2 separate regions of the Ovis aries genome follow, and region 2 is linked to region 1. A link is a contact called in public Hi-C data. All regions are on one chromosome and are shown on one strand. Each heading gives the region's core, a stretch centred on a gene start, on an enhancer-like site or on the middle of the called end of the contact. The rest is flanking DNA. Distances are from core to core; before and after follow the strand shown.

Region 1 (2,700 bases), core at 94-2,593:
CCCATAAGCCTTGTGCTCTTTCTCTAACACAGGGGTAACTAAAGGGGGGTACTTTGATGCTACCTGAACTTATCAGAAGAAATATCCTTTATTCTAGACTTTGAGATTAATTTATCAAAAATAGATTCATTCTAAGAATCACCCACTTGCCCTATGAACAATGTAGGTGGTAGTTTAAAAATTAAAAACTTGAAGGGCAGTGGAACTCGCACCATTACCTGAAATTCTACCAGAAGGGATGTGCTCTATCTGAAAAACATCACCCCTCCTTAAGGTTTCCTTTTGTATGACGGTTTGGAGAGGAAACCGTAACAAACCAAAGCACTGAATGCATATACTACGTGCTAGCACTAATTCGAAGCTGTGGCGTTTCTCAAGAATTCAACGACACGGTTTCTGCTCCCATGGAGCTCACAATCTGATGAACGGAACATGTAAACAAGCCAGAGTAATACATGATTTAAAGGCTACAGAATATGATTCCTTTTGTTTTTTTTTTTTTTGCTTTTACCATATTGCTGGGAACAAATGTATTATAGTTCTTCCACTAAACAGGGCAGCACTACACGACAGAAGTAGGAAAACAGCAAGAAATACATAGAAAAAGCCCATGTCCCCCATTTAGGCTCACGCTTCAGTATTCCACAATTTAGCATCTCGGACTACTATAGCATTCAACGAAATCTATAACCCTGAAGACGGTTCGCTAAACAGAGCAGGGCTGAGGGGCTGAGGAAGGAACAGAGCCTCTCGGAGTTAACACCAGAGCACAACACCGGACACTCTGGTTGTATCTCGTGATACAAACCTGGCTCCTCCGCGGGACACAGACGCCTGGCGCAGCAAGCCTGCCCGCCCGCCCCTTGCCACCTGATGGGAAGGGCGCCGCGGCTGGGACCCAGGACCCTCCGACACGGCTTGGCGAGAAAGCGCGCGGAACGTCACAGACCCCCAGAGCTTACAGGCGCTCGACCCCCAGAAAACAAACGAGAATCTGGAAAGATCAGAGAACCGCGCGAAGTCACCCTCCGCGTCCCCCGCATCCGGCCGGCCCACTTCCCCTTCGCGGAAGGAGCGGGCGGGCCCCCACGGCGCGCGAGGGGAGCGAAGCGCATTGCAGGGAGCAGCCCCGCCTACCCCGAGAGCACCCGCGGGAACGTTTCCCGCCTGCAGGCTGCGAGGCGCGGCTTCCCCCGCCCCTCCAACAAACCCTCAGCAGCCGGAGCGAAAGCGAGTCTCCGCCCCGAGGGAGCCCGCCCCGCCTCCGCGCTCTCACCTTCCAAACCTCCCCAGCCTCCGCCTCCGCCTCTGCCTCCGCCCAGGTATCCAAGTCCAGAAGAGACACGTTCCTCCTCCTTCCGGGAGCCAAGGGAAGTCCCGCCCCTGGGCGGGGCGACGGGCGGGGCCGCCTGGCGGGAGGGGGCGTCTTCCGGGAGCGTGCGCTAGTGGGAGGAGCGGCTGCCGTCGTTAGGCAGGGCGCCGCCGAGGGGTCCTGGTTCCGACTGAGGTTGGGAGAGGGTCTCGGCGGGCTTGTGCGGGGCCGGGAGGACTGTGCAGACTAAGTAAGCCCGACGCGGGGAAGTGGGGCTTGCTGTAGAAAGGTCTGGCTGCGGGAAGGAATCCAGCGTCACGTCCCTCTGGGGAAGGGGGCCAGTCCCCGACTCCCTGACTCTTCCGCTCTCGGCGGTAACTTTGGGGTGTGGCACGGGTTAGTGACGGCTGTTGACCTGCGATCTGGGCCTGAAGGAGGTTTGTGGTCGCGATGGGGAGATAGTCTTTCTCGCAGCCTCTGGGGGAATAAAACAAATGTTTGTAATCCGGATTATCCGCGGTGACTTGGGCCTCCTCTGCTGCCCAAGTAAAGTTAAAGGCCTGAGCCCTGAAACTTCCGCCAGCCAAGCCCAGCTAGGGACGGGGTCAGGGCCACCGGGTTCCTGGTGAGGTTGAAACAGTGAGTGTGTAAGGCTGTGTTAAAGTGAGTCAGTGAGAGTAGACAGAATTTTGTGGGTTGCTTCCGTGTGAGTGTGGGAACAGTCCCACAGTCTCACCATGTCAGGGAAACGGAAGCGTGTGGTGTTGACCATTAAAGATAAGCTTGATATAATAAAGAAACTTGAAGATGGAGGTTCTTCCAAACAACTGGCAGTGATTTATGGAATTGGCGAAACGACAGTTCGAGATATAAGAAAAAATAAGGAAAAGATCATAACTTACGCAAGCAGTTCAGACTCCACAAGTCTTCTGGCTAAGAGGAAATCTATGAAACCATCCATGTATGAGGAACTGGACAAAGCGATGCTAGAATGGTTCAACCAGCAGAGAGCAAAAGGGAATCCCGTGTCTGGACCAATTTGTGCAAAAAGGGCAGAGTTCTTCTTTTATGCTTTGGGAATGGATGGTGATTTTAACCCCTCTGCCGGTTGGTTAACTCGTTTTAAGCAGCGGCACAGCATTAGAGAGATCAATATTAGAAACGAAAGATTAAGTGGAGATGAGACTGCTGTGGAAGATTTTTGCAGCAACTTTCGAGACTATATTGAACGAGAGAATTTGCAGCCCGAGCAGATCTACAATGCAGATGAAACTGGACTGTTTTGGAAATGCCTGCCTTCCAGGACTTCGGTAATCAAAGGTAAATGCACAATCCCTGGGCACAAGTCAATGGAAGAAAGAGTCACTATCATGTGTTGTGCCAATGCA
Region 2 (2,700 bases), core at 177-2,676, 340 kb before region 1:
TCACGTCTAATTCTTCACGACCCTGTGGATCTCAGCACGCGAGGCTCCCCTGTGCTTCACTGTCTCCTGGAGTTTGCTCAGATTTATGTCCTTTGAGTCAGTGATACTATCTAACCATTTCATCCTCTGCTGCCCTCTTCTTCTTTTGCCTTCAATCTTTCCCAGCATCAGGGTCTTTTCCAATGAGTCTGCTCTTTGCATCAGGTGGCCAAAGAATTGGCATTTCAGCTTCAGCATCAGTCCTTCAAATGAATATTCAGGGTTGATTTCCTTGAGGATTGGCTGGTTTGACCTCCTTGCAGTCCAAGGGACTCTTAAGAGTCTTCTCTAGCACCACAGTTCTCCAGTACCACAATTTTGGATGAAGAGATGGTGTGATTTCCTGAGATGAGTGAAAGACAAAAATTCACCCAAGAGAGTGAGCATCTGAAGGGTAACTGAGGGCTGGAGACAGGAAACCAAAGTAATGCTGGCCGTTTTCCTGAATAATGTCATGAGAAGAGGAAAATACAAAAGTGGAAAGCGAGTTTGAAAAGATGAACACAGTTCTCTATTAAGTGCACCAGTTGTTCAGATAGAGAGAAAAAAGGAAGCCAGACTTGCTTCCTTGAAATATGGGTGTCTACCACCAATCTGCTTTTGACATCTGGATATCAGGACACCAACACAGAGTGGAGGATCCACCAATTCTATAAGACAAGCAACTTCCTTTCTGTAGGAAAGGTGTAAACACCTGAAAGTCAGAGTTTCAAAAGAAATGTTTCCAGGTAAGTAATTTCATTTCAAACAAAACTTCCCTTTGTCCCTTCTTTCTCTGTTTTTTCCATTTTCCCTTGCCTTCTTCCAGTTTTCTCATTTCTGATGCTTTCTCTGTGTTAGGAGGAAGTATCTCAAATGAATCGTGCTTAATTTAAATACGTGCTGTGCTCAGTCGTGTCTGACTCTTTGCAACCCCATGGACTGTAGCCCACTAGGCTCCTCTGTCCATGGGATTCTCCAGGCAAGAATACTGGAATGGGTTGCCATGCCTTCCTCCAGGGGATCTTCCCAAGCCAGGGATCAAACTTGAGTCTCTTGCGTCTCCTGCTTTGGCAGGTTGATTCTTTACGATGGAGCCACTTGCAAAGCCCTACTATAAATATACCCCATAGGTATAAAGGTAACAAAAGAAGAAAAACTAATTTCTGTGTCATTTTTCTAGTACTTCTTCATGGGCAAAAAAGCCTTTGCTTTTCACTTTATCTGGCTGAGAGCAGTACAAGCTTCCCAGCTGCACACAGGGTACCCTTTCTGATGGACAAATTGATTGCCATGAGTAACAACAATACTAACTGAAAACAACAAATCCTAAGTGTGACCAGAGGTTACTTAACCTCTGGGACAGACGGTTCTTCAAAGCAGCGTGAGACATATTTACTGAAAATCTGCCACGTTCCAAGTAAGGTGAATCAGACAGTTAATGTGAAAGCAGTGCTTAGCACAGGCACGTCACTGAAGAGAAGCCTCAGAACAAAATAGGAAGCCCGCTCCCACCCCGACTTAAAGAAAAAAGTTTATTGCAGAGAGAAATGGCTATTTCAGCCATCGCGTGAAAACAATCCGACGGCTCCTTGCCCTGATGTTCTTTTCATGTGTTTAATCAGTAAAGAGAAAGTAAATAGAAAGTTCGAGAGGGGCAGGAGCAGGGTACTATTCGTCTTGGTTCATCTTACAGAGAATGACTCAAAAGGAACAGAAAGTTGCTGCAACTGTGATGTGGCATTTATAATAAATGGCTCAACCTCATAAGGGCCAGACACTCAGCGATTTAACTGGTAATGCCAGGGGGATGATGTAGAATTTCCTGTACTGTTTTAACTTCTCAATAAGCATGTAGACACTGCAGCGAAACCCAGGTAAAAAGTTCACAGCTGGAGGGGGTGTATAGGAAATGCTCTGGAAAGCTGTAAGCTTACATAGGCATCCGGCTGGAAACGGCCCTGGAGGGCGGGGGGTGGTGTCGGGGGGGTCACACATGGTAATAATTTGAAATTTACAGAATATGGGTTTTAAGCACTACGGTAAAGGTAGCAGAGTTTTCTCCCAACTGGGTTCTGAAATACGGCCTGGCAGAAGGGTGTGGAATGTACAAATAGACCAGTTAACAGAATCTGGGTGTGCTTAAACAGTAGAGCTATTAATTTTACTTCTTAAGGTATCCAGGAGGGCAAGCACCCTTCGCCACCAGCTCTCCTCACCCAGAGAGTGTCCATTTTTTTCTCTATTTTTTATTGGGGGTATAGCCAATTAATAAATAACGTGATAATTTCAGGTGAGCAGTGAAGGGACTCAGCCATACATATGGTGGTGGTGGTTTAGTTGCTAAGTCATGTCCGACTCTTGCGACCCCATGGACAGTAGCCTGCCCGGCTCCTCTGTCCATAGGATTCTCCAGGCAAGAATGCTGGAGCGAGTAGTCACACATATACATGCATCCATTTCCTCCAAACTCCCCTCCCATCCTGGCGCCACATAACCGCAGGGTTCCCTGTGCCACTGTCCGTCCTTGTTGCTTATCCATTTTAAATAGAGCAGCGTGGACCTGTGCACCTCAAACTCCCTGACAGTCCCTTCTCCCCACCCGAAGATGAATCTCAAATGCTGTATCAACTACCACTCCCTGTTTTAAAGTCTCACCTAAAACTTTGTACCTAGGAGTAT

The links. Hi-C and Micro-C count contacts between places; a contact is called where the count stands out from the background.
Region 2: a contact with region 1 is called in a Hi-C map of mixed tissues, with 2.5 times the contacts expected there. The contact joins the enhancer-like site here to the promoter of CCDC82 in region 1. A contact is called at or near these places in 3 of 16 Hi-C or Micro-C datasets (liver, mixed tissues and muscle).

The regions. Positions count from the first base shown.
Region 1 is chr15:13,474,982-13,477,681 of ARS-UI_Ramb_v3.0, reverse strand. CCDC82 (coiled-coil domain containing 82) reads right to left here and starts at 1,343. Exons shown (of 9, transcript XM_060399680.1): 1 at 1,277-1,343.
Region 2 is chr15:13,815,982-13,818,681 of ARS-UI_Ramb_v3.0, reverse strand. The region is part of intron 2 of MAML2 (mastermind like transcriptional coactivator 2); the gene reads right to left. Among named protein-coding and RNA genes, the nearest start is that of MTMR2, 140 kb to the left of the region's middle. Within about 2 kb of position 1,426, at least 17 of the 54 cell types and tissues checked have an H3K27ac peak or open chromatin away from gene starts, as enhancers often do. A contact at or near this core is called in liver, where this site is marked.